Linked DNA regions of Sus scrofa: regions 2, 3 and 4 are each linked to region 1. A link is a contact called in public Hi-C and promoter capture Hi-C data. All regions are on one chromosome and are shown on one strand. The core of a region is the stretch at or near the end of the contact, and the rest is flanking DNA. Distances in the headings are between cores, read along the strand shown. Region 1 holds the start of RAD18 (RAD18, E3 ubiquitin protein ligase). Region 2 holds the start of VHL (von Hippel-Lindau disease tumor suppressor). Region 3 holds the start of BRK1 (protein BRICK1). Region 4 holds the start of MTMR14 (myotubularin-related protein 14).

Region 1 (6,943 bases), core at 1,378-3,877:
CTGTCTGTGGGAATAGCAGCTTGTTAGGGGAGATTGGCTCCCGGGGGTGGATAAATATCTTGGAGAGGGCAAGACAGATGCCTTGTCCTGAGTGGCTTTCAGAGCCTGCTTGTGCTCTTGTGTGGACTTTCCTTCCTGGGCCCAGAGGTGTCCTTGCTTGGGTGCTTTTGAAGAGGGCAGGAAAGGAACTGCTCAGCCTGGAAGGAGAAGATTTATGGGAATGTGTGCTTACTCCAGTAATTTACTCATTCATTCAGCCTCACCAAGCACTGGGTGGCAGGAACTCAGAGAACAATAGCACAGGGTACTACCCTGGAGGCTCTCCAGAAATGGGCCATGAATTTGGGCCCCAGGTCCAACAAGTGATGCCTGCTTCCAAGCCTGTCTTCATAGCTGGATAGGAAGTGAGCATTTCTTTCCCCGTCTTTTCTCGCTTCTCTTCCTTCCCCATTACTTTTCTCTTTCCTCATCTCCTTTTCCTTCTCTTACCTCTCTGGCGCTTTACCACCTTCAAACTTGTTACCAACTAGTACCATAAAAGAATGATTACTGTGTGTGTGCTCAGGCCTGGGATCTGGTCTTGGTCTCATTTCCTTTGTCTTCCTAAGCCTACCGCATTCTGCCTGCATCCAGAACCAGGCTACACATCCAAGGCAGCCTGGAATTCATTTGCATGCCCTTTTCTGATTGGTTGATACAAACCCACTGCATCCTTAACCTGCCATTCCCCCACCTTCCTATTGGAGCCTCACTAGGTCCAGCATTCTGGGGTCCTCAGATCTCTGCCCTGAAGCGTTCTCTGCTCAGTTATTCCTTGATAAAGTGTCAATGGATAATCCCTTCTGGTTTGGAGTTAAAAGTTTTAGATTCAGAACTGGTCTTTGCCACTGACGAGCTGTGTGTTCTTGAATGAGTCCTTTTGCATCTCTGAGATTCAGTTCCTACATCTAGAAAATGAGATGATTTCTCATGATGAAGTAGTTATGAGAATACTCTGGTTAAAATGGATTCTTAAGCCAGATTGCCCAAGTCAAATCCTTCCTCCTGCACTTAACTAGTTCCACTTCCATACTTAAGCCAGTTATGTTTATTTCCCTTTTCTCATTTGGTTGGAGTGAGTCTGAAATAATTCTACATGTGAAAAAAAAATCTAGAACAGTGCTCTGCATACAAAGGTCTAATAAGTGTCAGCTATTACTGTAATGGATGTTAAAGTTCTGTGTCCAAATGCCGTTAATATTATTATTGTCCAATGAGATTTGGGCACAGGTTAGGAAAAATCAATTGAAAACATCTCTGCCTCATGGGTCAGAAGTTCCTTATGAAGAGAGTCTGAAAGAGTGAAGCATTAACCTCTCTGAGCCTCCATGTCTTCATCTGTAAAATGGCAATAACAATCTCACTTCTGCCTACTTTACAGGGAAGCTCTGACTGGTCAATGGTAAGTACTTAAAAAAAAAAAAAGATTTGTTGAAGGAGTGAGTACATGGACTATGTGGGGGTGCCAGTGACAAGCCGCAGAGGTCTTCCCTGAACAATGTAACTGTGCTGATTTGCTGCCCATGAAACCTAATGTGATGGAGGCCCACATCAGGCAGGGGATCAGTGCTGAGTTGAACAGACAGACTGGATAGTGTGCTGATCAGTGCTTCATGTTTGGGTAATGGACACTCATACTCGATTGGTGAGTGTTTAAATATACTGGTACAGCCTTTTTGGAAAAGTCTAGCTATAACAGTGATAAAACAGCACACAAATTAACCTAGTAATTCCATCTACTAGAAATCCCCTAGATATTCTGGCTCAAATATGCCAAGATTTTCATAGATAGTAAGTATGTTCACTTCAACTCTTTGCAATATCGAAAAACTGGAAATAATGTAAAGTGTCCTCAGTATGGGAGTGGATACATAAATTTCAGTAATCTGTATGATGGACAATGTAGCTATTAAAAAGAATGAGATAAATCCATAAAACGGAGCCGTTTCAGGAGGAATCTAAGTTAACCGAAAAATTCAAATTGACAAAAGTATGATTTACCACAATAATATTCGTGGAAAAAAACTGTAATTATGTATCTGCACAGGAACTACCTGGAAGGCTACACTCCAAAGTTAAGATAGTTAACCATCCTAGTTGATGAAAGAGCTCTTATTTAAAGTCCAGAGGCCCTATTTGTAGTCTGGTCAAAGACACCGTGTGACTCAAGGAAACTATTCACTTTTGGGGGCCAAAGCGAACTTTTGTGAAAGCTAACGATAATGTTTACCTCTTAGTATTGTGATGCGGTGAGATGAAATAATGGATTTGAAAACCCTGGCTCACAGCAGGGACAGATCGTCATAGCAATCAGAGAAGGTGACTGGAAAGAGGGGGCGTGAGCCTAGACTTTGAAATGTTTAGCAAGGCCTGGATTTCGTTTGATGCCAGGCTATCTTTTCCCAACATTCAACAGGCATTTATTTATTAAGTGTCTGTACAAAACCGGATGTCGTGGAGAGGCGAAGAGGAAACCCCGCGCGTGCGCAATGAGAGCACCTTTGGCTGCGCTCCGCCCACGTACTACAACTCCCAACAGGCACCGCTCGCGTGTCAGGCGCGTCGCGAAATGCTGACGTACCTCAGTAGCGCGGGGAATTTCGAGTGGCAGTGGGGCACTGGAGACCAGTGGGTAGCGGATACCCCCCGCTTTTTTAGGGGAGACCATGGACTCCTTGGTCGAACAACGGTGGCCTCCGGGGCTGGCAGTCATGAAGGTGAGTGTTTCGGGGGGGTTGGGGGCGCCCGGCGTCCGCAGGAGGCCAGCCCCGGCTTAAGGAGGAGAAAGGATGAGGCGCCAGTGGCGAGCTGGGCCAGGGTACCTGGCTCTTCGCTGCCACTTGCCAACCGCTTGGCTTTGGACTTCAGTTTCCTCCCCTGGGAGGTGCCGGGGATAAGCCTTGGTCCATTATGGTGATCCAAGGTTGGCCTTCGTATGGAACCGATCATTCTCCGAGTCAGCCACAACAGTAACAGAGAACTGGAGGGAAGCAGTTACTCCAAACAATGGAAACAACAGTGACACCTAATTCTTAGGGCTTACTACGTGCCATGCATTATGTAAACTCTCCCAGTTCTTTAGTTGAGAATCTGACACCGTATGTGATTTGGGGTGAATCCTGCATCAGATAACTCTTGATCGCTTAGCAAGGCAGGTAGTCTCCTTTACATTTCTCTTTAATTTCTTCCAGTTACCTTCAAGAAGCCTAGTGCTAATTTGTCTTAATTCCTCTCTGATGTGTCCTGACTCCTAATAGTTGTGCATCTCTCTCTTTTAAACAAAGAAATCAGGACTGGGGCCCAGCACTAGCCTTTGATCTCATTGCAGTATTTTACTGAAAGAACACTGATTTTTGCGGCTACTTTGTTTTTGGCGAGGCATTCCAGTTTCCATTTACCATAGTGGTGAGTTCTGGATTCTCCTATGTTTGGTTAAGAGCAAATACACTATGCTGTGCTAGCTACAATCAGTTGCTTGGTTTTTCTCCTTGTTCTGTGTTTCTCTTTGCGATTGTGAGCAGGATCACCTTCTTCTGTTCCTTAGTTTGGTAAATTTGAGGATTGTGGTGTCTGTTCCACTGACTCATAAGGCTGACTCTAGGGATTAAGTGAAGGAACGTGGGGGAGGTTAAAGGAGGTATAAGGCCATGTTCTACCTGCTGCCACCAGTGTCATCTCTATTGCTTGGGGACTTGAGATAGCCCTATGGTGAAAAGCTGACATCATGGAAGGATCTAGGAAAGCTGTGGTTTTAAAGTTGTGGTGGCTTTGGCACCAAGACGCAGTGGTGCAGTGGAGAAGAACACAGATTTGAGTTCCAGTGGTTCTGGATTAAATTTGCTCTCTGCTTCATATTTAACTGTGACCCTGATTCAGTTACCTAACCTCTCTGAGCCTCAGTTGCCTCATCTATAAACTGGAAATAGAAATAAATAGTTTATAAGGCTGATTAAATGTGTGTGAATTGGGATGCTGTCTGGCTTATTCACTGTGCCTAAACACAATGGTGCTCAAAAATGACTTGCTAGTTGATTGAAGGTATCTAGCATGTGGTAAGCATTAAATTAATAAATCTTTATTATTAGCATGAAGAAATATTATTAGTTTTTTTTTTTAGGGGATGGAGAAAGATCTATGGCAGATGTTCCAATCTTGGTGGCTTTCTGATAGGCATATACGTATTTTTGCATTTCAGCCAGTAGATGATTTGCTGCGGTGTGGAATTTGCTTTGAATATTTCAACATTGCAATGATGATTCCTCAGTGTTCACATAACTGTAAGTATGTACTCCTTCTGTGAGGTAGTAAAAGTGTGATTTTTATGTAATGTAGTGTTCATTTAACACCAAAAATTAGTACACATACTTATTTCTCACTTTTATTTAGCTTCTCTGTCTTGAAGTTTTCAGGTCTTTTCCATGACCTCCCTCTTGAATAGTAAATATTTTGTATGGGCTCTGATGTTTTTCTACCACTTCCCTCTTGAATGCTTTTATGCCCTTTGTAACATTTACAAGAGTAATGGTTTTGATCACTATGTATGTTTATTTATCCAACACTTCTAGATGTTAAATTTCAGAATTTTTGTTTTTAACAGGATAAGAGATAGGTGGTTCAACCAAGTAGTCCTTGGCATGGAATTTAAAGTTTAAAAAAAAATCCCAGTGGGAGAGTTCTTCCACTGAAGAGTATTACAGACAGAATTATCACTTAACTTGCTCTGTGATGCTGGAAAGAATCATATATTGAGTCTATACTTCTCTCTATGAGGCTAGTATGTAAATATTGTTATACTGTAGCTTGACATATGTAGTGCATAGGAGTGCACCTGTCATTGTTCAGGATCTGCCCTCCAGTTTATGAATTATCTAGGCTTGGGATCTCCCTTATTATCTATTTTCCAGTTGATTTACCTTGGAAAGTTTTTTTTTTTTTTTTTTTTTTGTCTTTTTTTGTTGTTGTTGTTGTTGTTGCTATTTCTTGGGCCGCTCCCGCGGCATATGGAGATTCCTAGGTTAGGGGTCGAATCGGAGCTGTAGCCACCGGCCTACGCCAGAGCCACAGCAATGCAGGATCCGAGCCTCGTCTGCAACCTACACCACAGCTCACGGTAACGCCGGATCGTTAACCCACTGAGCAAGGGCAGGGACCGAACCCACAACCTCATGGTTCCTAGTCGGATTCGTTAACCACTGCGCCACGACGGGAACTCCTTTTTTTTTTTTTTTTTTTGTCTTACCTTGGAAAGTTTAAAAAAAAAAATTAGGCTTAAAAAATGGTTTTGTGGGAGTTCTCTTTGTGGTGCAGTGGAAACAAATCTGACTAGTATCCATGAGGATGCGGGTTCGATCCCTGGCCTTGCTCAGTGGGTTAGAGATCCAGCATTGCCATGAGCTGTGGTGTAGGTCACAGACACGGCTCGGATCCTGCGTTGCTGTGGCTGGCAGCTGTAGCTCGATTTGACCCCTACTGTGGGAACTTGCATATGCCACATGTGTGGCGCCAAAAAAAAAAAAAAAAAAAAAAAGGTTTTGTGAATAGTCGTAGCTTTGGTGAAAATTTTCTATCAAGAAGACAATAAGAGGATAGTGGTGGCAGCAACACAGGCATTAGGGATACATTCGGGCTTGACTCTTCCCTTCCCACTTACTAGGTGGATGAAATTGCAAATCCTAGCATGTCTTCAAATTTGAAACTTTGGTAAGAAGTTTCTGCCTTAGAAGATGGTTGTGAGAATTTAATATGCAAAGTCCAGTGTCTGGCACATTATAGGCCTTTAGTAAATAAATGTTAGTTTCCTTCTAAGCTAGATTCATATTAGTAGCTAAGATAAATTTGGGAGATTCTAAATATGTGTTAAAATTGTCTTTATTTAGGCTTAATTTACATATAATACAGTGCATCCATTTTAAGTGCGCTGGAAAGTGTGCAAGTATCAATAAATTTTGATAAATGTTTATAGCATGTAACCACTATAGTTTAGATACTGAACATTTCTATCACCTGATAGAATTCTCCCTATCTCAGTCAATATGGCCCCAGGGAATTAGATGTGCATCTGTTTCTGGGTTCTTTTCTATTCCATTGATCATTGTTTCTATCCTTATGCCAACACCAAGCTATCTTAATTACTGTGGCCTTCTAGTAAATCTTGAACTCAGGCATAGCAACTACTCTAGCATTTTTTTTCTTTATCAAAATTTTGGTTTTTCTTTATCAAAGTTTTGGTTCTTTTAGGATCTTTGCACTTTATATGCATTTCCATATAAATTTTATTTTTATTTTATTTTTTGGCTTTTTAGGGCCACACTCATGGCATATGGAGGTTCCCAGGCTAGAAGTCAAATCGGAGCTATAGCCACCTGCCTTTGTCACAGCCACAGCAACACGGGATCTGAGCCGCGTCTGTGACCTACACCACCGCTCACTGCAATGCCATATCCTTAACACACTGAGTGAGGCCAGGGATCAACCCGAGACCTCATGGATCCTAGTCAGATTTGATTCTGCTGAAACATGACTGGAACTCCGAATTTCCATATAAATTTTAGAATCAGATTGTTAATTTCTACAAAAAGGCCTGGGACGTTCATTGGAATTGCACTGAATCTGGAGATCAGTCTGTAGGTAATTGACATTTTAAATGTTGTCTTCAGTATAGGAATGTTGTCCTAAATTATAAAGAAATCCTGGTAAAGAATTGGGATTATCATAAATAAAAGGACAGCTTTATTGTTTGCAAGGTTTGCAAACTGGGCATAAACAGCCTTGTGTAACCTAAAGTGCCTTCAGTGAAGGGAGTGAAGGATTTTTAAAAACAAAAACCACACAAGTCACATTTGGGAGACTTGCTAAGGGAATTGGCTGGCCCTTGCAGCCTGACCACATATTCTTGTCAGAGAAC
Region 2 (6,943 bases), core at 1,992-4,491, 980 kb before region 1:
CCCATCGGATGTCCCAGCATCTCGGAAGAGCCAAAGGTGACCTGTTAAGACAAGCGAGGTTATATAGCCACGCACCTATTTCCTTCATCTCCCCCAGATTAACACTGAAATATTTGCCTCTCGTTCTGCTTAAATTCTATACCTAGCCCTTCCAATAATGTTATCTTACTCAATCCTCACAACAGACCCAGTTACAGATGAGGAAAAAAGGTCTGAGAAAGCAAGGTGACTCCCTCAAGACAAAAGGACAGTAAGCAGAAGATCAAATACTTAAGTCTCCAAAACCCGCACCCTTTCTGCTACCATGGGGCAAAAGCACAGCCTGTGAACTGCAAATCACACCAATGCCGCAAACTAAAAGCAGAGAAAAGGTCATCAACTCCTCAGATCTGTGCTTCTCAAGAACAGGAAGGTACAAAAACATGAGGTTGAGAGAAAAAAGCCAGACAGAATAGGACACATTCTGCAGGAAGAGATCAAACTAGTCAATGGTGTGAAAAATCAGAAGAGTGTAAAGGGGCAGGAGGGAACTTTCTGGGATGGTGGAAAGATTCTATTCTGTAACTTGATCTAGGTGTTGTCAAAACCCATCAAACCCTAAGATCTGTGTATTTTACTATATGTAAATTACACCTGAATTTAAGAAACAAAACAAATATATCTTTTTTTTTTTTTTAAGGGCTGCAGCGGCATATGGAAGTTCCAGGCTAGGGGTCAAATCAGAGCTGCAACTGCCAGCCTATGCCACAGCAACTCAGGATCAAAGCTGTGTCTGCGACCTACACCACAGCTCATGGCAACACCAGATCCTTAACCCACTGAACAGGGCCAGGGATCGAACCCACATCTTCATGGATACTAGTCAGGTTCATTACCGCTGAGCCACAATGGGAACTCCCAAAACAAATACATCTTAAACAAAAAAAAAAAAAAAAAAAGGAGTTGTTCCCATCATGGCTGAGTGGTTAACAAACCCAACCAGTATCCATGAGGATGCAGATTCGATCCCTGGGTTAAGGATCTGGTGTTGCCATGAGCTGTGGTTTAGGTCCCAGATACGGTTCAGATCCTGCATTGCTGTGGCTGTGGTGTAGGCTGGCAGCTATAGCCCTGATTTGACCCCCTAGCCTGGGAACCTCCATTTGCTTGGGTGCAGCCCTAACAAGACAAAAAAAAAAGGAGAGTGAAAGGAGACAAATCCCCAGGACTAAGAGTCAGTTTAAGGAGGGAGGAGTTTGTCTCAGAATAAAAACAGTATGTGTTTCTAGGGCACAAACTTGCTTGAAGATTTGGTGGGAAAATTTAAGAAATGTAAAGTGGGAAGTTATTTTTTTTATTGAACTAAAATACACATAATATAAAACTATTTTAACCATCTTAAGTGTATAGTTTAGTAACATTAAGTACGTCTGCACGGGAAGTAATTTTTTTGAAATGTTTATATTAAATCAGGAACAAATAAATTTTGGAGAAGGATGCAAAATCCACAAAATTTCCTAGAAAAAATAGGAGACTACAGAAATGTTGATGCCTGGCACAACTGTGCTCTTCCTCATTTGATATTAAGGGAACTTTGATGTAAAAGTTTAAAGAGCATTACTAAGTACACCACCCTCAAGGAAAAAAAGATCCATGGAGATCCTGCAAGGGGAGTTCCCGTAGTGGCTCAGCAGAAACAAATCAGACCTGGAGTTCCCGGTTGTGGTGCAGTGGTTAATGAATCCGACTGGGAACCACGAGGTTGCAGGTTCGATCCCTGGCCTCGCTCAGTGGGTTAAGAATCCAGTGTTGCCGGGACCTGTGGTGTAGGTTGCAGAGGCAGCTCAGATCCCGAATTGCTGTGGGTGTGGTGCAGGCAGGTGGCTACAGCTCCAATTGGACCCCCAGCCTGAGAACCTCCATATGCCTCGGGTGCGACCCTAAAAAGACCAAAAAAAAAAAAAAAAAAAAAAATCTTGCAAGGAAGGTAGTGAAAATTAAGCAAGTATTAACTTCTCTTCTTGAAAGCCAAGGAAGATGACTGCCTCCTTGGGCAGTAAAGCCTAGATATCCCCCACCTGGGTTACTAGGACAGTTTCTTAACCTTTACCAGTAGTCTTTCCCCTCCAAACCACTTTGCCACCTGGTAAGCTTTTCAGTGTTATGTCTGGCAACGCCATTCCCTGCTTAAAACTTTCAATGGCCCCATTTCTCAGGGATAAAGTAAACTTTCAGGCTTCCTCTCCCACCATTCCATACCCTCTCCTCTCCCCAAGACCCCAGGTGGTAGGTTCACTCTGCCTATTACTCTCACCTCCTAACCCGGTTGGTTAGATCCCATTCAAACCCTGCAGAATTCTCTTTCTTCTCCGAAAGCGCACACCCCTCCCTTTCTCTGAGCTGGTGCCCCGCCGAACTCTGCTCCAACCACAACACTTAGGACACTGGCTAGTTCTTATCTATTTATGCATTTGTCTCGTCTACTGCACTGGACCATGTACTTCATGAACGCAGGGATCTGAGGCGGAGCTGGCCCACTGGGCACATCAGAGGATATGAGATTCTCCCCTTCACATACAGAACAAATGGGCGTCAGGGATGGAATACACATGTGGCCATCATCAAATGCAAATTATTCAGTTTTAGAACAATGGGCTGTCACGTACTGGCAGCGTCAACCTCTCTGGGGCCTCAGTTACTCAAGGGTAAAATGGGAATACTAACGACAATAGCATCTGCCTTCCCGGATCGGGAGGGGACTCGGTGAGACGTGCCACCGTTGGTTGCCGTTGTTATCAGGCCTGGAGCACTGGGCGCAGCTCAGCACGGGCGACGGCAGGCGCTCGCTGCCCACGGGGACAAAGCGGCGGCGCGGCCCGGCGCGACAGGACGACCCCGGCCAACCTACCTCGGTAACTGTGGATGCGGCGGCCCGTGCCGGGGGGGAGCGTCGGGTAGGGCTGCGGCTCGCCGTCGAAGTTGAGCCACACGGGCAGCACGACGCGCGGGCTGCGGTTGCAGAAGATGACCTGGGACGGCTCCCGCGAATTCACCGAGCGCAGCACAGGCCGGGACCGCCCGGCCTCCATCTCCTTGGCGCCCAGCTCTTTGGAGTCAGACTCTTCCGTGCCAGACTCGGCGCCCGCCTCCTCCGCGCCGGCCCGGGCCTCTTCCGCGTTCCCCGCCTTCCCAGCCTTCCGGGGCATTACGTCGGACAGCCTGGACTACCCGGGCCTCGCCGGGCGGGGCGGGGGCGGGGCGTGCGTGCGCGTCCCCGGGCCTGCGCGCTGTTTTCGCGCGCGCTCGATGGAGAGGGTGGGCTACACCCCCTAAGATGGCTGGTTTGAGGCTGCGCGCATGCGCAGGTGCATCCTCTAAGCAGGGGCCGAGACCTTGCTGAGGCCGAGGCTATCACTGGCTATCCGGATGCCCGGTTTCCCGTATAAGTTGGATTCATGTGCGACCCATACGTTTTTGGCACAGCGTTCTTTAGCTCCATTCATTCTCTTAAGACCTTCGTGGTTTTTGTTATATCCTGCCCAACATCTGCGCTGTTTAATAATTTTCTCATTGATCATTTTTCTCTTTTGTCTCCATTTTGGGTCACAAAATTCGAATTTTGCACAGAAAAGTAGAATAAAGTGAAAATTTAGCTATCATCCCACTTCCCCCAGCCGCCTAGAGGTCCCTGGAGGCAACAAATATCATCAGTTTTTTTGTTCTTCCCTTCCAAGTTGTTCTACACATACGCAAGCAATTAAACATGTTTAGGAATTTTTTTTTTTTTTTTTTTTCGCCACCTGGGCATGCAGTTCCTGGGCCAGAGATCAGATCTGAGCTGCAATTGCGACCTATACTGCGGGTGCAGCGACGCTGGATCCTTTAACCCACAAACCTGTGTCCTGGCGCTTCAGAGATGCTGCCAATCCTGTTAGGTCACAGTGGGAACTTCAAAAAGGAATTTAATATCACTACAGTCAATGGAAATTCATTTACTATAGAAGGGTACAGTGGAACTAATCTCAAAACAAGTTACCGGGTTTTATCTATTAAACAAACGTAAAGGCGCTGAGCCTGCACTCTTCTTAAACAGCCAGGCGTTAGATGTTAGATACTGAGTGTTTAGTTGTTAAGTCAATTTTTTTCTGGACATAATTAGAAAGATTAAAGGAAACTGAAAAGGGAATCATTTTCATAGTTCAGTCTCTGCACTCTGTAATTCGTACCCACCTGGGTTCTCATTCCAGGTTTAGCTTCAAGTATGTGATCTTATTGCAGAAACCCTGGCAGCGGAAGGAGACAAAGGGCACTTGGAGATGCAGACAAAAGAAGGGTTTATTCAGCCCCTGTGCAGGCTCAGAGGAGCTCAGGCTCCAGAGTCTGAGCACCAGGTCTTTGGTCTCAGCAGCTTTTATACAATACAGCGTCTTGTTCTTTCCATGTAAGCAGCCAGGGACCTCCCCTTTCCCCTAGCAGACAGTGTTCCTGCCTAAGAAACTGAGCAAGCAAGGTTGCAGAAGCAAAACTGATAAGCAATGCTTGGATCACTCACTATTAGCAGGGCTGCTAGCTTGGACATAGGGCATGAAGTTGCTACAGAATTACAAGAAGGATGGTATGAGGCCAGCATAGGTGAAAAGGCAGGGGTGTGTGTGGGGGGTGTCCCTTACTTAAAACTCTTACTTCAATCTTGGGCAAAACTCCTTAATTCTCTGAGACTTTAATTATTCATATTTGAAATTGGCATTTTTAAGAAGTACCTATGTCCTATAAGTATGAACTAAGTGGAAGTATTCAATGCCTAGCCCAAAGCAAGCAGCAAAAAGTGGCAGTTACTATTCATAAAGAGGAGTAAAGTACTGTCTCTACCCTCAAAATCTGCTGGGCTCCTGGGAAAGTATAGGACATGTAGATTGTTTTTAATTTTTTTATTGAAGTATAGATGTAGAACATGTTTTATTAATAGCTATAAAAGAACAGGTGGAAGGTGACTAGCTGAGCTGAAAAGAATTAGGTAGATCTTCCCCAGAGGGGTTAATGGCTGAGATGTACTTTGAATAAAAACTGAGTTTTGCCTTCCCAATTCCCATCGTACAAATACCCAGCCTGTGTGTCAGATCAGGGCCAAGGCCCATGAGGAGACTGGGCAGACCCCACAGTAGGCACTGATTCCCCAACCCAGTTTGTTTCTCATTGATTTTTTTTTTTCTTTTTAGAGCCACACCTGTGTCATATGGAAGTTCCCAGGCTAGGGGTTGATTCGGAGCTGTAGCTGAGGCCTACACCACATCCAGAGCAATGCCAGATTCGAGCCGTGTCTACGACCTACACCACGGCTCATGGTAACGCCAGATCCTTAACCCAATGAGTGAGGCCAGGGATTGAACCCATATCCTCATGGATACTAGTCAGGTTTGAAACCCGCTGGGCCACAGCAGGAAATCTGTTTCTCATTGATTTTATACTCACTGCCTCCAAGCCCAGGACTCTTACAGGCCTACCACTTACTGAAAACCCACCTGATGGCCCAAGCCAAGAAGGGACACATATTTATGACCATAGACCAGCACTATACCTAACAGAGCCCACAGACCTAACATTTAAAAGAAATATCAGGGGGAGTTCCCATTGTGGCTCAGCAGAAACTAATCTGAGTAGTATCCATGAGGATGCGGGTTTGATGCCTGGCCTCAATCAGTGGGTTAAGGATCTAGTGTTGCTATTAGCTGTGGTGGAAGTCTAAGGTGCAGCTCAGATCCTGAGTTGCTATGGCTGTGGTGTAGGCCAGCACCTACAGCTCCAATTCGACCCTAGCCTGGGAACTTCCATATACCTCAAGTGCAGCTCTAAAAAACAAACAAACAAAAAGAAAAAGAAAAAAGAAGAAGAAGAAAGAAAAGAAAAGAAAAAAGAAATAGCAGGCAGAATGGAACAGTTAGGCTTTTTTGTTTGTTTTTGGCTACACCCCTGGGCAGCTGTTCTCAATCAAATCCACAAGTAAAGGAGTTTAGAAATACAATTCTTGGAGTTCCCACTGTGGCACAGTGGGTTAAGAATCCAACTGCAACAGCTCAGGTTGCTGTGGAGGTGTGGGTTCCGATCCCCAGCCTGGTGCAGTGGGTTAAAGTATCTGGGGCTGCCACAGGTGTGGCAGAGGTTGCAGCAGCAGCTCAAAATCAATCTCTGGTTTGGAAACATCCACATGTTGCAGGTGTAGCCATAAAATTTAAAAAAAATTTGGAGGAGTTCCCATCATGGCGTAGCAGAAACAATCCAACTAGGAACCATGAGGATGGGGATTCAATCCCTGGCCTCACTCAGTGGGTTAAGGATCCGGTGTTGCCGTGAGCTGTGGTGTAGGTCACAGACACAGCTCAGATCCCAAGTTGCTGTGGCTGTGGTGTAGGCCGGCGGCTACGGCACTGAATCAACGCCTAGCCTAGGAAACTCTATGCCACCAGTACAGCCCTAAAATATATATATATATTTTTTTTAAATTATGATTTTCACTCATCTGAGCAACCTCATTTTCAGTTTCTTAGATTGCCTCATATGAAAGGCTGAAGCAAACTCTTCTCCACTATCTTGGAGAATGGCAATGCCATTAAAATGAAGGAAAGCTTGCAGTTCCCTGATGGCTCAGTGGGTTAAGGATCCAGTGTTGTCACTGCTGTGGCTCAAGTTCGGTCCCTGGCCCAGGAACATCTTCATGCCATGGCAAAAAAAAGAAAGTTAAAAAAGTTAAAAATGAAGGAAAGCTTATTCAGGGAAAATGAAATAAAAGGGGGAAAGAGCTATCAAATTGTACATGTAGCGTGATGATGTGTAAAATGTGTCATTATTGCCCTACCCACCCGTTTTTGTTCCTTTTGGCATTTTCTAGAATGTAGTTTTATTACCTTTATAATGAAAACAACTAAATCAATCCTCCCTCCAGATTTTATTGACATATAATTGACTTAAA
Region 3 (6,943 bases), core at 1,686-4,185, 960 kb before region 1:
CCAACTAGCATCCATGAGAACACAGGTTTGAGCCCTGGCTCAGTGGGTTAAGGATCTAGCGTTGCCATGAGCTGTGGTGTAGGTTGCAGACACAGCTCGAATCCCGTGTTGCTGTGGCTGTGGCACAGGCTGGTGGATGCAGCTCCAATTCGACCCCTAGGAACTTCCATATGGCAGCGCTAAAAAAAAAAAAAGAAAAAAAAAGACAGAAAAAACTTGAGGGAGGTCCATGGCTCAACAGGTAAAGGTTGTCACTGTTGAGGTTTAATCCCTGGCCCAGGAACTTATTTATTTATTTTGCTTTTTAGGGCTGTACTCATGGCATATGGAAGTTCCAGGTCAAAATGGACCTGTAACTGCCAGCCTACACCACAGCCACAGCAACTTGGGATCAGAGCCGAGTCTGTGACTTACACCACAGCCCACAGCAAGGGCGAACCTGAATCCTCATGGATACTAATTTCTATTTCTTCTTTTTCTGCTGCTGCTTTTTTTTTTGCTACACCCTCGGCATGTGGAAGTTCCCAGACCAAGGACTGAACTGTGCCACAGTTGCAGCCTGTGTCACAGTTGTGGCTTGTGCCTCTTTAACCTGCTGCACCACACAGGAACTTCCAGGGATCTATAATTTCCTTTCTTTCTTTTTTTTTTTTTGTATTTTTAAGGCTGCTCCCATGGCATATGGAAGGCTAAGGGCTGAATCAGAGCTTCAGCTGCCGGCCTATACCACAGCAACAAGGGACCCGAGCTGCATCTAAGACCTACATCACAGCTCATTGCAACGCCAGATCCTTAAACCACTGAGCAAGGCCAGGAATCAGTGAGAGTCCTCATGGATACTAGTCAGGTTCATTACCACTGAGCCATGATGGGAACTCCCAGAGATCTATAATTTCTTAACTACCATTCCTATCACAACTTCTATAGCAAGTAATATGTATGAATATGTATCACTGGCATATAATTTATACTATTCTTACTGCTCACTAATACAACCTTTCCCCCAGTCCCTGAATGAGGACTCCACCATCCCAAAACATATCAAGATTATAGTTCTAGAGGTCCTGCAGTGGTGCAGTGGGTTAAGAATCCGACTGTAGTGGCTCTGGTCACTGCAGAGGTGTGGGTTCAATCTCCAGCCCAGGGCACTGGGTTAAAAGATCTGTTGTTGCTGCAGCTGTGGCTTGAATTCAATCCCTGGCCCAGAAATTTCCATATGCCATGGGTATGGCTATAAGAATTTTAAACATTTTTTAAAAAGGTTATAGTCCTACACATTTGTATGCAAGTATATATATTTATATATTTTATAAGCTTATTATAAATAAATAATGTGTATTTACATACAAATGTAAAAGACCATGTATATATTTGTCTTTTCAGGGCCAAACCCAAGGCATATGGAAGTTCCAAGGCTAGGGGTTGAATCGGAGCTGTAGCTGCTGGCCTACACCACAGCCAGAGGAATGCAGAATCCCAGCCACCTCTGCACCCTACACTACAGCTCCTGCAACACAGATCTTTAAATTACTGAGTGTGGCCAAGAATCAAACACAGGTCCTCATGGATACTAGTCAGGTTTGTTACTGCCGAGCAACAAGGGGAATTCCTATATGTAAATATATTAAATCAGAAACAATGTTCTGCTTTGCTCTGATGTCATTATTTCATCTTCAAAATAGAAATCACTTAATTGTAGGAAATGGTTCTTATTCTGTCTTCCCCACAGAGACTGAGAAAGAGCCTTGTACTCAGATCTAGTTTGTCTTGCTGATGCTTTTGGACAAATCTCTTGCTGTCACCTTTATACACTCCTTTGGACTTCTCTTAGCAAGAAAATAATTCCTTTTTAAGTCTTTTTAAATTTATCAGTTTCCCCTACTTAATCGCTTAATGTTGCTGAATTAGTGGGCCAGAAGCACAACTGGAAAAAGATCACTAGATGTCATCCCCACACCTTGTGATGACATAAAAAGTTTACCCAGTGCCCGGTTCTTTCAAAGTAACACTCGGAGAACAAGAGTCAGGAGTCTCTGCTGCAGGGTGTAGCACAAGGATAGGAAACAACGCGGAAGGAACTTTAAGACTGTCACGGACAGGTCATGCCAAGGAAAGATTTTGCTAGAAGCAGACAACACCCACTGTGGTCTAGATACTAGCGATGCAGAGATGTCCCTGGCCGGACGCGATGTGGGCCCTCCTCCGCTCTCATCTACCACTCTGCACAGCACACGCCGAGACAGGAAAGGACCGACAGGAGGGGCGACTAACAGGCTCGACGCTAAAGGGCTTCTGGACAGCGCTCTCTGAGCACCAAGTGACGACTGAAACGAAGCACAAAAGAAGGGAGACGCCTGAAGAGAAGGAAAGATTCAGGCGATGGATGGGGCTGTCTGACACGTCCGGGAAAGGAACGGACTTGTTACTGGATGCGGGGGGAAGGCAATGAAGCCGATGAGCTCAGCGTGGGGCAGGATAACCCCACAGGGAATGATCAGTGGAGGCCGGGGGTCAGAGCGAGAGGGGAAAAGTGCGGCCTGAAGGCGGAAGCAAACACCAGCAGGAGCCCACGGCTCCCAGAACCCGCGTCAAAGCTTCTCAGCGCCCTCCCTAGGCGGGCCCCCCTCCTCCCTGCCTCCCCCTGCTCGCCCGCTGACCAAACGAGTTGAGAAAGTCTGCGATTTTCTTGATGCTGCTGGTGATGACTTCAATGTACTCCCGGTTCGCCCAATCCTGGTGAATCTCCCGCTGCACGGGATCCTCTTGGCCTGCCATGGCTGCAGCTGAAGGAAGCGCGACTGCGCACGCGCCTCGACCCTCCAGGCCTCCAGTGCGCCGACGCAGCCAGCCCACGCCCATGCTCGGTTGGCCACAAATCCACAGGCTTCGTGATGCGCCTGCGCATTGTCAAGTCCCCGCCAGCGTCTTCGCTCTTCTCCCACACCCCGGAAAACGGTGGCCGCAAAACCGGCTTGGAGAATGGAGTGCGCACGCACTCAGAGCCCCCCCCGTCCCCCCTCAGTCACTGGCAGTTTTGGTCGTTAGGGGGCGCGTGAGCCCGCATCAACCCTAACTTCAGGCGCTCCAAACTGAGATCTCTGACCACAATAAGCTGGGCAATGCCAATTAAACCACAGAAAACACAAGTCATTTCAAAAATGCCTTTTAACAACACATGATGCCCACCTTGCATTTATCAAATGAACAAAAGGTTATTTTTTTAAACTATAATACTTAGAGATGAAGAGGCTGGCTGAAGGGAAATGGGAAAATTAGTAAATAGCTGGTCATACTGTAAGCTGGCAAGATCTATTCAGAAGGAAATTTAATAAAGTCATTGGTGGAGTTCCCGTTGTGGCTCAGCCGTAAGGAACATGACTAGTATCCATGACGTGGATTCCATCCCTGGCACTAGCTCAGTGGGTTAGATAGAGCTGCAGAGTCTTTGATCTGATGGCTGTGGTCCAGGCTGGCAGCTTACAGCTTTGATTCGACCCCTAGCCTGGGAAGTCCACATGCCTTGGGATGCGGCCCAAAAAAGACAAAAAAGAAGAGCTCATTGGAAAAGAGAAAACACTTTGAGCACAATGTTCTTAAAGGCATCATTCATTTAAAAAAACAAATCTCAACTGTTGGGGAATGGCTAAATATCAGTATAGTCACTTAGAGCAATATTATGAGGTCATTTAAATGTCAATTATGGCAACAGAACACACATGCTAAAGTGAAGAAGAAAACAAAATACAAAATTTTTTCTTTTCTTTTTTTTTGGTGGGGGAGCCCGCACCCCTGGCATATGGAGGTTTCCAGACTAGGGGGTCTAATCAGAGCTGTAGCTGCCAGCCTATGCCACAGCAATGCCAGATCAAAGCAGCGTCTGCAAACCTACACCACAGCTCACGGCAACAATGGATCCTTGACCCGGTGAGCAAGGCCAGGGATCTAACCCGAAACTTCATGGTTCCTAGTCGGATTCGTTTCTAATGTGCCACGATGGGAATTCCTTTTTCTTTTTCTTTTTTAACAATTTTAAAAAATATTTTGTCTTTATTTATTTAGTCTTTCTGCCATTTCTTGGGTCGCTCCCACGGCATATGGAGGTTCACGAGGCTAGCGGTCGAATCCGAGCTGTAGCTGCCAGCCTACGCCAGTGCCACAGCAACATGGGATCCGAGCGGCGTCTGCAACCTACACCACAGCTCACAGCAACACCGGATTGTTAACCCACTGAGCGAGGCCAAGAACCGAAGCCGCAACCTCATGGTTCCTAGTCGGATTCGTTAACCACTGCGCCACGATGGGAACTGTCTTTATTTTATATAATGATATTTTTTCCATTATAGCTGGTTTACAGAGTTCTGTCATTTTTTCTACTGTACAGCATGATGAACCATTGTCTAACAATTTTTAATCATATAATTTTGCTTTGCAGACTTTCATTAAAAAAAACTCAACTGCACAATAAAAACTTTTGTCTCTGATTCAAGAGAAAATAAAGGAGTTCCCATTGTGGCTCAGCAGTAACAAACCCGACTAGTATCCATAAGGATACAGGTTTGATTCCTGTCCTCGCTCAGTGGGTGAAATATCCAGCATTGCCATGAGCTGTGGTGTAGGTCTCAGACACAGCTTGGATCCTGCATTGCTGTGGATGTGGTGTAGGCCGGCAGCTGCAGCTCTGAATCGACCCCTAGCCTGGGAACTTCCATATGCTGTGCTAAAAAGACTAAATAAGTAAATAAATAAATTAATTAAATAAACTTACTAGGGAAAAAACCAGTAGTTCAAAATCATTTTAGTCTTTTCCAAGACTCATCAGTCTCTGCCCCTCTCCATTTTTCTGCCTCAGCCTCCCACTCTCTCCACTGATCTCTCCTTCCACAGGCACATGCACACAGTGGACACCTGACAATTCTTGACAAGTCCCTCCAGACTATCAGATCTTCCAAACTAGAATCTTATCCTGACACCACATCCCCAGGCTCCCAGTCTCCTCCCCTTGGCTTCATCCAAAGAGCCAGACAAAAAGGTGACTGCTCATAAAGCACCAGGGCAATTTCTGGGTTTGTAAGCTAAGGGCAGGTGGGCCATTAGTTAATTTGTTCTTTTTGAGATTTAACAGGAAGCAGAGCAAAGTTTTTGGCCAGGAAGTCAGGGAGAGACATGAATCTTTCTTCTTGCTCTTGACAGGTTAGCATTTATAAACTGTCTCCTAGTGCCTGGATCTTTCCAGTGCAGCAGCAAAAGACTTTGGAACTCTGCGCAAGTCAGCCTGAACCCCCAGAGCAGGGTTTAAAGACTAGAACTTACTCCCCCTCTTTTTTTTTTTTTTGGTGGTGCTCAGGGCATGCGGAAGTTCCTGAGCCAGGGATAAGAACCTGCACCCTAGCAGTGACACCACCAAATCCTTAACTGCTAGGCCGCCAGGGGAACTCCTGGAGCTTACTTTTTGACACTAACTATAGCTCCAGGAACACATGTAGATTCCAGGCCAGTCTTTGGAGTAGGCCCTCTTCTGCCAAATCAAAGGCACAGATCAACTGCCAAAGGGGAAGAGAGGGGGTGGGGGTCCAACTGGCACTGCTGAAGGCTAAGGCCCGGGCCAAGTGTTCCAGGGAGGTGGGGGCTCCCAGCGGGGCTCCTCGAGTCCCCCACCCCACCCCCACCCACCGCGTGCTTTCCGGGTCACAAAGGCGGTTGCCAGGCGCCCGGTGGAGAAAAGATGCGGCCTGGAAACAGCGGCCGCCACTCTGGAGCGTGTGGCCCTCGGAGTTCAGCAGGTGAGCCCCTGGCCCGGATGGTGGGACCGGCCTGGGCTCTCACCACCACCTCCGCTAGCCCTCTGTCCCCGCCCCCGGGTAGGGACCCCCGGGGACAGCCCACTCTCCTGGCCGGAAGGGGAAGCCTTCCCCACTCAGGGTAGCTCCAGCCCCTTGGGATCGCAGTTCACAGTTCACAAGAACCTCAGGGGTACTTAAGACGCTGTCTTCCACTTTCCCAGATGGGGAAATCAGGATGCGGGTCCTCGGAGGGGGACTGGTACCAAGGGGAAGACTTTTTAGCCAGAACCAGGTGTTCCCCATTTGGGAGCTACTAGAGCTGCTTGAACAGACTTCCTAGGTTCAACCCCTCCTGGAGTGGATGATGGTGACTTCTGGAAGGTGGGAGTGGGGGTGTGAAATATCCTTATTTGAACCTTGTGACAAAGTGGTAGAAAGACCTGGGGTCAGAAGCCCTCTCTCATCCCATGTTGGTTCTGCTGAGTATTTAGGCTGGACATTTGATAAAGCCTTGTCCCCCTGCCCTGTTGCCTCTTAAGAGACAAAGGAGGAAAGGCTCCTGGGATTATGATCACATACTCAGAGGAGTTAACACCCTCCTCCACTGTGCCTTGGTGGTGTACCAGAGCAGTCCTGAGTTTAGGGTCATAATAACAAGCATTAGAAGCCTTTCATAGGCTGTTTGGAATATGTAACTATCCCTCTGATGTCAATTTCTCATCCAAAGGCAGCTGGAGATATTTGAAGAAAGTGTGTACATGGGCCTAAACAGATCAGGAGAAACATACCAGTTGGAGGAAATCAACAAGTCTCCTTTATACCAGCCATGGTCAGGGGGAGGTCTTCTGGTTTGAAACACCACCAATAATACTCTTTAAAAAACAAACTTTACAGAGTTCCTGTTGTGGCACAGCAGAAATGAATCTGACTAGGAACCATGAGGTTTCAAGTTTGATCCCTGACTTTGCTTAGCGGGTTAAGGATCCAGCGTTGCCGTGAGCTGTGGTGTGTAGATCACAGACACAGCTCAGATCTGGCATGTGGCTGTGGCTGCAGCTCTGATTAGACCCCTAGCCTGGGAACCTCCATATACCTCGGGTGTGGCCCTAAAAAGCAAAAAAAAAAAAAAAAACAAAACAAAAACAAAGCGAACATTTTACGAC
Region 4 (6,943 bases), core at 2,130-4,629, 590 kb before region 1:
TCTGTCTGCTCTGCTGTGAACTATTACCATGAAGACAGCACTTGGGCCTTTGTAGGCCCTCAATATATGGTATCTCTTACTTTTCATTCTTATAGCAAACATGTCAGGCTTGGAATAGCCCCATTTATCAGCAGGGACTACAGTAGCTGCTTTTCTAAATAGAGTCAGACTTGCGGATGAGAAAACTAACAGACAAAGAAGAAACTTTTCCAAGTTAGTTACCCAGCCAGCAAGTGGGGCAGGCAGCATGTACAGTGAAGCAGTCTGACCCCAGACCTTGGGATCCTAAGCGCTACACATGGTAAGTGTGCGTAATCGTGTTGACAAAGCATACCTCTCACTCACTCTTTTTTTTTTTTTTTGTCTTTTTGTTTTTTTACGGCCGCACTTGCAGCATATGGAGATTCCCAGGCTAGAGGTCCAATTGGAGCTGTAGCCGCCAGCTACGCCGGAGCCACAGCAACACTGGATCCAAGCCTCGTCTGCAACGTATATCACAGCTCATGGCAATACTGGATCCTTGACCCACCAAGTGAGGCCAGGGATCAACCCCACATCCTCATGGATGCTAGTTGGGTATCTTAACCTCTGAGTCACAATGGGAACTCCTTTTTTTTTTTTTTTTTTTTTTTTAATATACTGGATTACTGGGACCACTCACACTCTCTTAAAAAAGGACTCTGAGGTTCAGAGGGCTGAGGTGTGAAATCAGCTGCCTTAGGACAATGATCTAGAGGGTAGAGTAAAATAAGAATCCAGGGCTATGATTCCGAACCCCTCCTCCTATGCTATGCTACTCTGCCCATCTAAGATGGCAACCCCTGAAACAAACAAAGATGGCAATAAGGGTTAACACCTGGGAAAAGTGAGCCTGCCCTGCCCAGCTGAGGGTTCCTGACCCTGGGGATAAGCTGCTGAGGTCTCCCCAGCCAGGCAGCTTTGGTTACAAGATGCTCACGTGTCTTTTTCCTTCTCAGAACTCTCATACTCCAGGAACACGATGTGCTGGGGGTAGTGGCCGCAGATATCCCCATTCACATTCTGGATCACGCTGTAACAGTAGTCTCGGCCAAACAGCTCCAGACACCTCTTCTCAATGCGCTCAACCTGCACAGAGGAGGAGACCTGAGCATAAAGAAGATTCTGGGGTTCTGAGGTTGAATCACTGGAGAGGTCACTGGGAATGCCATGTGCCTCTGTGATGATAATTCAATGCTGGGAAGAGACACATTGCTGGACCACAGGCCCTAAATGTGTAGTTCATGAACCCATATATGGTAGGCTTTAGGACAGACTCTTTCCCTCAATGCTTCAGGAAAATCTTGTAGCATTTGAAGAGAGGATTACAGATTCTTAAAGGGGTCCACAATCCATGAAATATTAAGAACTCCTGCCTAGGTTACTTTAAGTAGCACTAATCCATTATCTTCCTTTGCCCCGAAATTCTCCTTCATTCTCCAGCCAAAGACCAGTACCTAGAAGCTCAAGTTAGCATAATGAGTAAAAGCTGCAGACAAAGCTGTCTCCTTACACACAATTTGCTTATGAAATAGAAGAAACAGCACCCTTAAAATTGCTGTGGTTTTGCTCATCTCAGGGAAAGGCCCATTAGAAGAAAGACATAAGACCTGTAACATCCCAAGAAGCCTGCAAGAGATCATAAATTTAAGGCCAGCTAGAGTGAGAGTCAGGTGTAACTCTTTACAACCCTAATCTTCAGGGGTGTTTACAACGGAAGGGGGGCCCAGCAAAACCACTGACCCTCTACCCATCCAAAAGACCAATGGGGAAGGAAAAACTCAGTGGCTTAAACTAGCAATCCTCAAATTTCAAGGTTCATATCATTAACAAGCCTATTTAAAAAAATACAAATTCCAAGTTACCACTCTCAGAAATTCTAACTCAGTAGGACTGGATAGGACCAAAGAAACTTTTTTATCAAGCACCCCAGGAGTTCCTGTCGTGGCTCAGTGGTTAACGAATCCAACTAGGAGCCATGAGGTTGCGGGTTCGATCCCTGGTCTCACTCAGCGGATCTAGGATCCGATGTTGCCATGAGCTGTGGTGTAGGTTGTATATGCAGCTCGGATCTGGCGTTGCTATGGCTGCTGCGTAGGCCGTCTCCAATTAGACTCCTAGCCTGGGAACCTCCATATGCCACGGGTGCAGCCCTAGAAACGACAAAAAACAAACAAAAACCAACAAGCACCCCAGATGATGCTGAAGTGGGTAGTCCTCAGGCTAAGAGCTGAGAAATAGTCATCTGGACAGTGGAGGAAACTCATTGTTACTGAAGCCTTCCCTGGGTTACTCTAGAGACTAGCAGATGCCAACTGCTGTGTGTCCCATTATAGGTAACCCCTGGAGCCAAACCAGAGTTTCAAGACCCAGGATGAAAAAGAATCCCATTAGAAAACCTGATGCTAACCCCTCCAAAACCACGTGGGGAATGAAAGATGGCAGGGTCAGCAAGATTCCCTAGGATGGGAATGGCCTGATCAGACTGGAAGCCTTCCAGGTCTGGCCATAAGGAGACTGAAAAGAATCTCAAAGGCAGAAAAAAAAGAGGAACCAAGACTTGTTTTTCATAAAGGAACAGAGGAGTGTGGGCTCCCTTCATGCACAAAGGGAAAGGAAAGGGATGGTCCTAATTCTAAAGTCACTCTGAGACTGTATAAAGAATCAACACACTCCAGTTTAACTCTTGACTTCATTCTGCCCCACCCCTCCACGGAGCTGCAGAAATCCTCTAGATTTTTAATTCTAGACTTGGAGGCTTCTGTGCTAGTATCTTATGCAGGGGAACAACCCTCCTCAGCTCCTCCTCTCTAATCTCTGAATGGCCCCTCAGTTCGGATCCCTAGCCTCCAAATCCCTTGTCTCAAACCAAAACGTCGTCCTTCCTTGGCTCATTCTGATCCCAGCTCCTCCTTTTCGGTTTTTAAACCCGACCCTTGCTCTACAGGTCCAGATCCTGGCAATCTCCCTCTCTCCCTCCTTTCTCTGACCTGTCTCTCCTCAGTAGCTTCCCAAGCCAGGGACCCTCTGCTGCTCACCGTGCCTCCGACTCACCTTAGAGCCTCCCGTCCCGCTAAAATCCTTGGCCCGATACTGAGTCCGGGAGAACTCCTCCAGCAGCTCCCCGAGCCCCGGCTCCTGCGGCTGCGGGTTGCCCGAAGAAGCCGAAGACCCCGCCGAGGCAGCGGCGGCGGCCCGAGCGCCGGCCATGGCCCAGTCCCGTGTCCCCTTTAGCGCCAGAGGCCCCCTCACCACCGATCAGGACAGCCCATAGCAGCGGGAGGAACCTACTCCGGTCCGGAACCTCCCGAGCCGCCTCAGCCGCCGCCTTGCCTTTCCACTTCCGGCCCCGCCCCACCCTGCCGGATGTTTACTCCAGTTCTGGCCAATCGGAGCCCGAGATTAGCGCCCCGCCTCAAGATTATCGGCCCACCCCCTGACGCGGAGCTTTCCAAGTGGTCTCCAGGGAGCGGACCGCGGCCACTCGCAGAAACCTCGTGCTCCTCCCCACGGGGTTTCCCCCGGGGAAGCCGGACTAAACCATTGGGGCTGGGGGGGGGGAAATAGCGTGGTAACTGAGAGGAAGGAACCACCACGGGAAAGACTAGCGGAACAGTGGAATGAACCATTACAAGGAGAGGAGGAGGGAACTGTTGGAGGCAACTAATTAGTGTTGGCAACCCTAGTAAGTAAGAAAACAGCATTTTCTAAGGCACTTTGCTTTCACTGCTCCTCAAAATGTCCCTACGAATACAGTGCTGCAATGGCCAATCCATTTTATTGAAGAAGAAACGCGGGGGTTGGTGGGAATGACTGGCTTGAAATTATATGATGAAAAAGGCCCATATTACTGTTCTTTTTATCTAGTGCAATATTTCCAACACTCACGGAAAAGGAGAGAATAGTATAATGAACCCCCATGTATCCATTAGCTGGTTTCAACAATAATCAGCATATACCACCCTGTTGTTTAATCATCCTTTCCTCATCTAGTAGAATTATTTCAAAGCGCATCTCATTGTTTAACCTGAGAATACGTCAGTGATTTATCTCTAATAGATTAGTATTGTTAGAAAAATAATTAAGAAAGACAATTTAGGTGTTAAAGAAACTAATACTTCATGAAGCCTCCAGTGTTTGTCCTCAAGGGGCCAAAGAACTGCAAAATGGAGCTGGAGGCAGGAAACTTTTGTAGGATAAAGAATAAGGAAGTGAAAAATAAAAAATGATTAAAGAGCAAGGAAGTAAGTATAGAGCCTACAGTTGGCTTGGCGTTTGGGGATTGGCTGACTAGATATAGTATGTTACTGGTCAAGCAGAAGATTTACAAAAGTTATCTAAGTTTTGGTATGTTGCCATGGCAGCCTGGGCAGGAGTGGCACCATCTTTGGTCTAGAAATATATTTCAGCAGTTCCCCCTTTTATCATCCTATTGATCATCCAAGAAGTTTGGGGAAAAAAATCGGTATTCATTTTACTGTACAGCAGAAATGTTCACAACATTGTAAATCAACTATAATTCAATAAAACCTTTAAAAAAAGAAAAGAAATCAGTATTCAGTATTAACATGACCCTCAGTCACCACTGCCTCTTCTGATCTCAGTGTAGTATTCACAAAAAGTGATGTCAGGCTTGTATTCTTGGAGCTGGTTCCATTCTTTCTTTCACTTTTGTCATTGCACTTCAGAGAGAGACCATCTGTTGGCTGGTCAATGGCTGCCCATACACATTTAAAATTTTTGAGAGAACCCAGCTTATTAGGCTGACAATAATAATTACTAGCAACAAAACAACGTCCGTGATTTGGAGAGTACTCCTGAGCCAATGTCCCTATGTTTCAAATCAGCAAGAAAACTAGAGACATTCCCTTAAGCCAGTCAGTGTGTTCATGTATTTTGTGTAACTATTTACTAAAAGTATTTATCTACGGAACTTGTTCCAGAGAAATTGAGGCAGTGGAAATCAGGGAGAAGTTTTTGATTGGTAGAAAGAACTATAGGATCACCAGCATTAAAGCAAAGCCAACAGTTAATTTATCCTCCTTTGAAATGGGCAGAGATATGTGAACAGTTATCTTCCCAGGCCAGAGCAAGGCAAAAGATGGAGAAAAGAATCATAAAGACCTTCACAATGTAAGAATTGGGACAAGGATGGTCAGAGAAGGAAGGAGGAATGGAAGGAAATGTTCTTAACCTGATTTCTTGGGAGGAAGCGGTTGCACCTCAGTGTCCGCTACTTCTCTTTCTAGTCAATTTGATTTTGAGGTCCTTGTGTTTACATAGAACCAGACAGGTGGAGCCTTTTTCAAAATGTGTACCCAAGTTTTGACACCTTGTAATTTGGCAGTGGTGTTAGTGGTCAAGGGGCTCCTTTCTGGGAATCTCATTTTTGCAAAAGAATCAAATAAGACAATAATTGTCAGTAAATGACAAAAGATTTTAAAATGCTCACGGTTGGAGATCTGATGAGAATTCATTATGATCAAATTGACAAGGAAATTTGGTTATTTCTGTGACACCCAACATTTTAAAGATGTTAACTGGAATCATGACTGATGACATTACAATAAAACATATCAGATTTTTAGAACTTTTATATAGTTTCTGAAACACTTATGTTTGTTATAATATATCCATGGAAATGTAACCTAAAGTTAATCATCACTTTTTTTTTTTAGGGCCTCATCTGTGGCAAATGGGAGTTCCTAGGCTAGGGGTTGAATCAGAGCTGCAACTGCCGACCTACACTACAGCCATAGCAACACCGGATCCTTAACCTACCAAGGAAGGCTAGCGATCAAACCTGAATCTTCATGGATACTAGTCGGGTTCTTAACCCAGAGCCACAATGGGAACTCCCAGACATCACTTTTTATTTGACACTGTTTCCTATATAATTGAACATATCAAATAAGTCTAACTAGTGTAACATTTTTCTTTTTTTCCTATTCTTTTCTATTATAGTTTACTCCAGGATATTGACTATAGTTCCCTGTGTTCTATAGGAGGAACTTGTTGTTTATCCAACTTTATCTTTTTATAGGGAGAGAGAGCAAATATTCCAAGGGCCCTTTGGGAAGTCCCAAAGTTGGTTCTAGGTCAAAAAACTTCATATAGGAAGTTCCCTGGTGACACAGCGGGTTAAGGATCAAGTGTTGTCATTGCCGTGGCTTGGGCTCCATCCCTGGCCTGGGAAAAGAAACCAACAGTAACCAAGGGAACAGAACTATGGACATCAGCAGGTGGTGGTTCTGTGAACTGATCAAAAGAAGGCCTTAGGTGCACATGAACAAAAGCAGCAGTTTCCAAGTTTGGGTGGAACCAGCAGAAACCAGCAAATCAAGGTTGTAGGATAACCAAGGGCTAGGAACTGGTACTCTGTTAGTGCCTCCCATCAGTCTAGACTGATCTATTACCCTGAAAACCAACTAGATTAGGAGCTCAAATCAAAGAGGGGAGAGCTGGGATCTGAGAGGAACTGACCTACAGACATTGAAACAGAGAGAAAGACTGAACTCACAGGGTTCATTGGGTATTAATGCCTCCCTCAGATTCCATCACTGCCACTAAAACTGTTAAAAAATGAAATTCTGCTAAGTGCATTTTAAAGATCTTACTGGTTTTATTCAACCATCCATGAATTAGGCAGCATCCAGTCTAAATATAGAAAGGAGCTGCTCTGAGGAGGTGTACAAAAAGAAGGACTTTCATAGGCCGGGGGGAACAGGACAAGGAAGTTACACTAGCAGAAAATAGATTGGTTATGGCAAAGTCACCTTTCTCTAGGGGGTGGCAGAGGTCTATCAGGGAGATTACTTAACTGGTGCCAATCAGGTGATTCCTGATTGACTGGTTTAAGATTACCATTTCTGGAAGAGTTGAAATTGTAATTACGTTAAATCTTAGTTTGGTGCCAGGGATCTTA

The links. Promoter capture Hi-C pulls out the DNA fragments that hold promoters and counts their contacts. A called contact is a pair of places that touch in the nucleus more often than the background predicts.
Region 2: a contact with region 1 is called in a Hi-C map of heart right ventricle, with 4 times the contacts expected there. The contact joins the promoter of VHL here to the promoter of RAD18 in region 1. A contact is called at or near these places in 1 of 5 promoter capture datasets (fetal liver) and 1 of 47 Hi-C or Micro-C datasets (heart right ventricle).
Region 3: a contact with region 1 is called in a promoter capture Hi-C map of liver, with 4 times the contacts expected there. The contact joins the promoter of BRK1 here to the promoter of RAD18 in region 1. A contact is called at or near these places in 1 of 5 promoter capture datasets (liver) and 2 of 47 Hi-C or Micro-C datasets (heart right ventricle and skeletal muscle).
Region 4: a contact with region 1 is called in a promoter capture Hi-C map of liver, with 4 times the contacts expected there. The contact joins the promoter of MTMR14 here to the promoter of RAD18 in region 1. A contact is called at or near these places in 2 of 5 promoter capture datasets (fetal skeletal muscle and liver) and 1 of 47 Hi-C or Micro-C datasets (embryonic fibroblasts).

The regions. Positions count from the first base shown.
Region 1 is chr13:65,354,826-65,361,768 of Sscrofa11.1, reverse strand. RAD18 (RAD18, E3 ubiquitin protein ligase) reads left to right here and starts at 2,627. Exons shown (of 14, transcript NM_001142833.1): 1 at 2,627-2,756; 2 at 4,235-4,316. The coding sequence starts at 2,706.
Region 2 is chr13:66,330,833-66,337,775 of Sscrofa11.1, reverse strand. VHL (von Hippel-Lindau disease tumor suppressor) reads right to left here and starts at 3,241. Exons shown (of 3, transcript XM_003483214.4): 1 at 2,888-3,241; 2 at 1-41. The coding sequence starts at 3,185.
Region 3 is chr13:66,311,430-66,318,372 of Sscrofa11.1, reverse strand. BRK1 (protein BRICK1) reads right to left here and starts at 2,935. Exons shown (of 3, transcript XM_003132361.5): 1 at 2,658-2,935. The coding sequence starts at 2,859. It overlaps FANCD2OS (FANCD2 opposite strand protein), which reads left to right and starts at 5,408. Exons shown (of 2, transcript XM_021069317.1): 1 at 5,408-5,780. The coding sequence starts at 5,723.
Region 4 is chr13:65,944,956-65,951,898 of Sscrofa11.1, reverse strand. It overlaps MTMR14 (myotubularin-related protein 14), which reads right to left and starts at 3,379. Exons shown (of 18, transcript XM_013981948.2): 1 at 3,073-3,379; 2 at 959-1,107. The coding sequence starts at 3,228.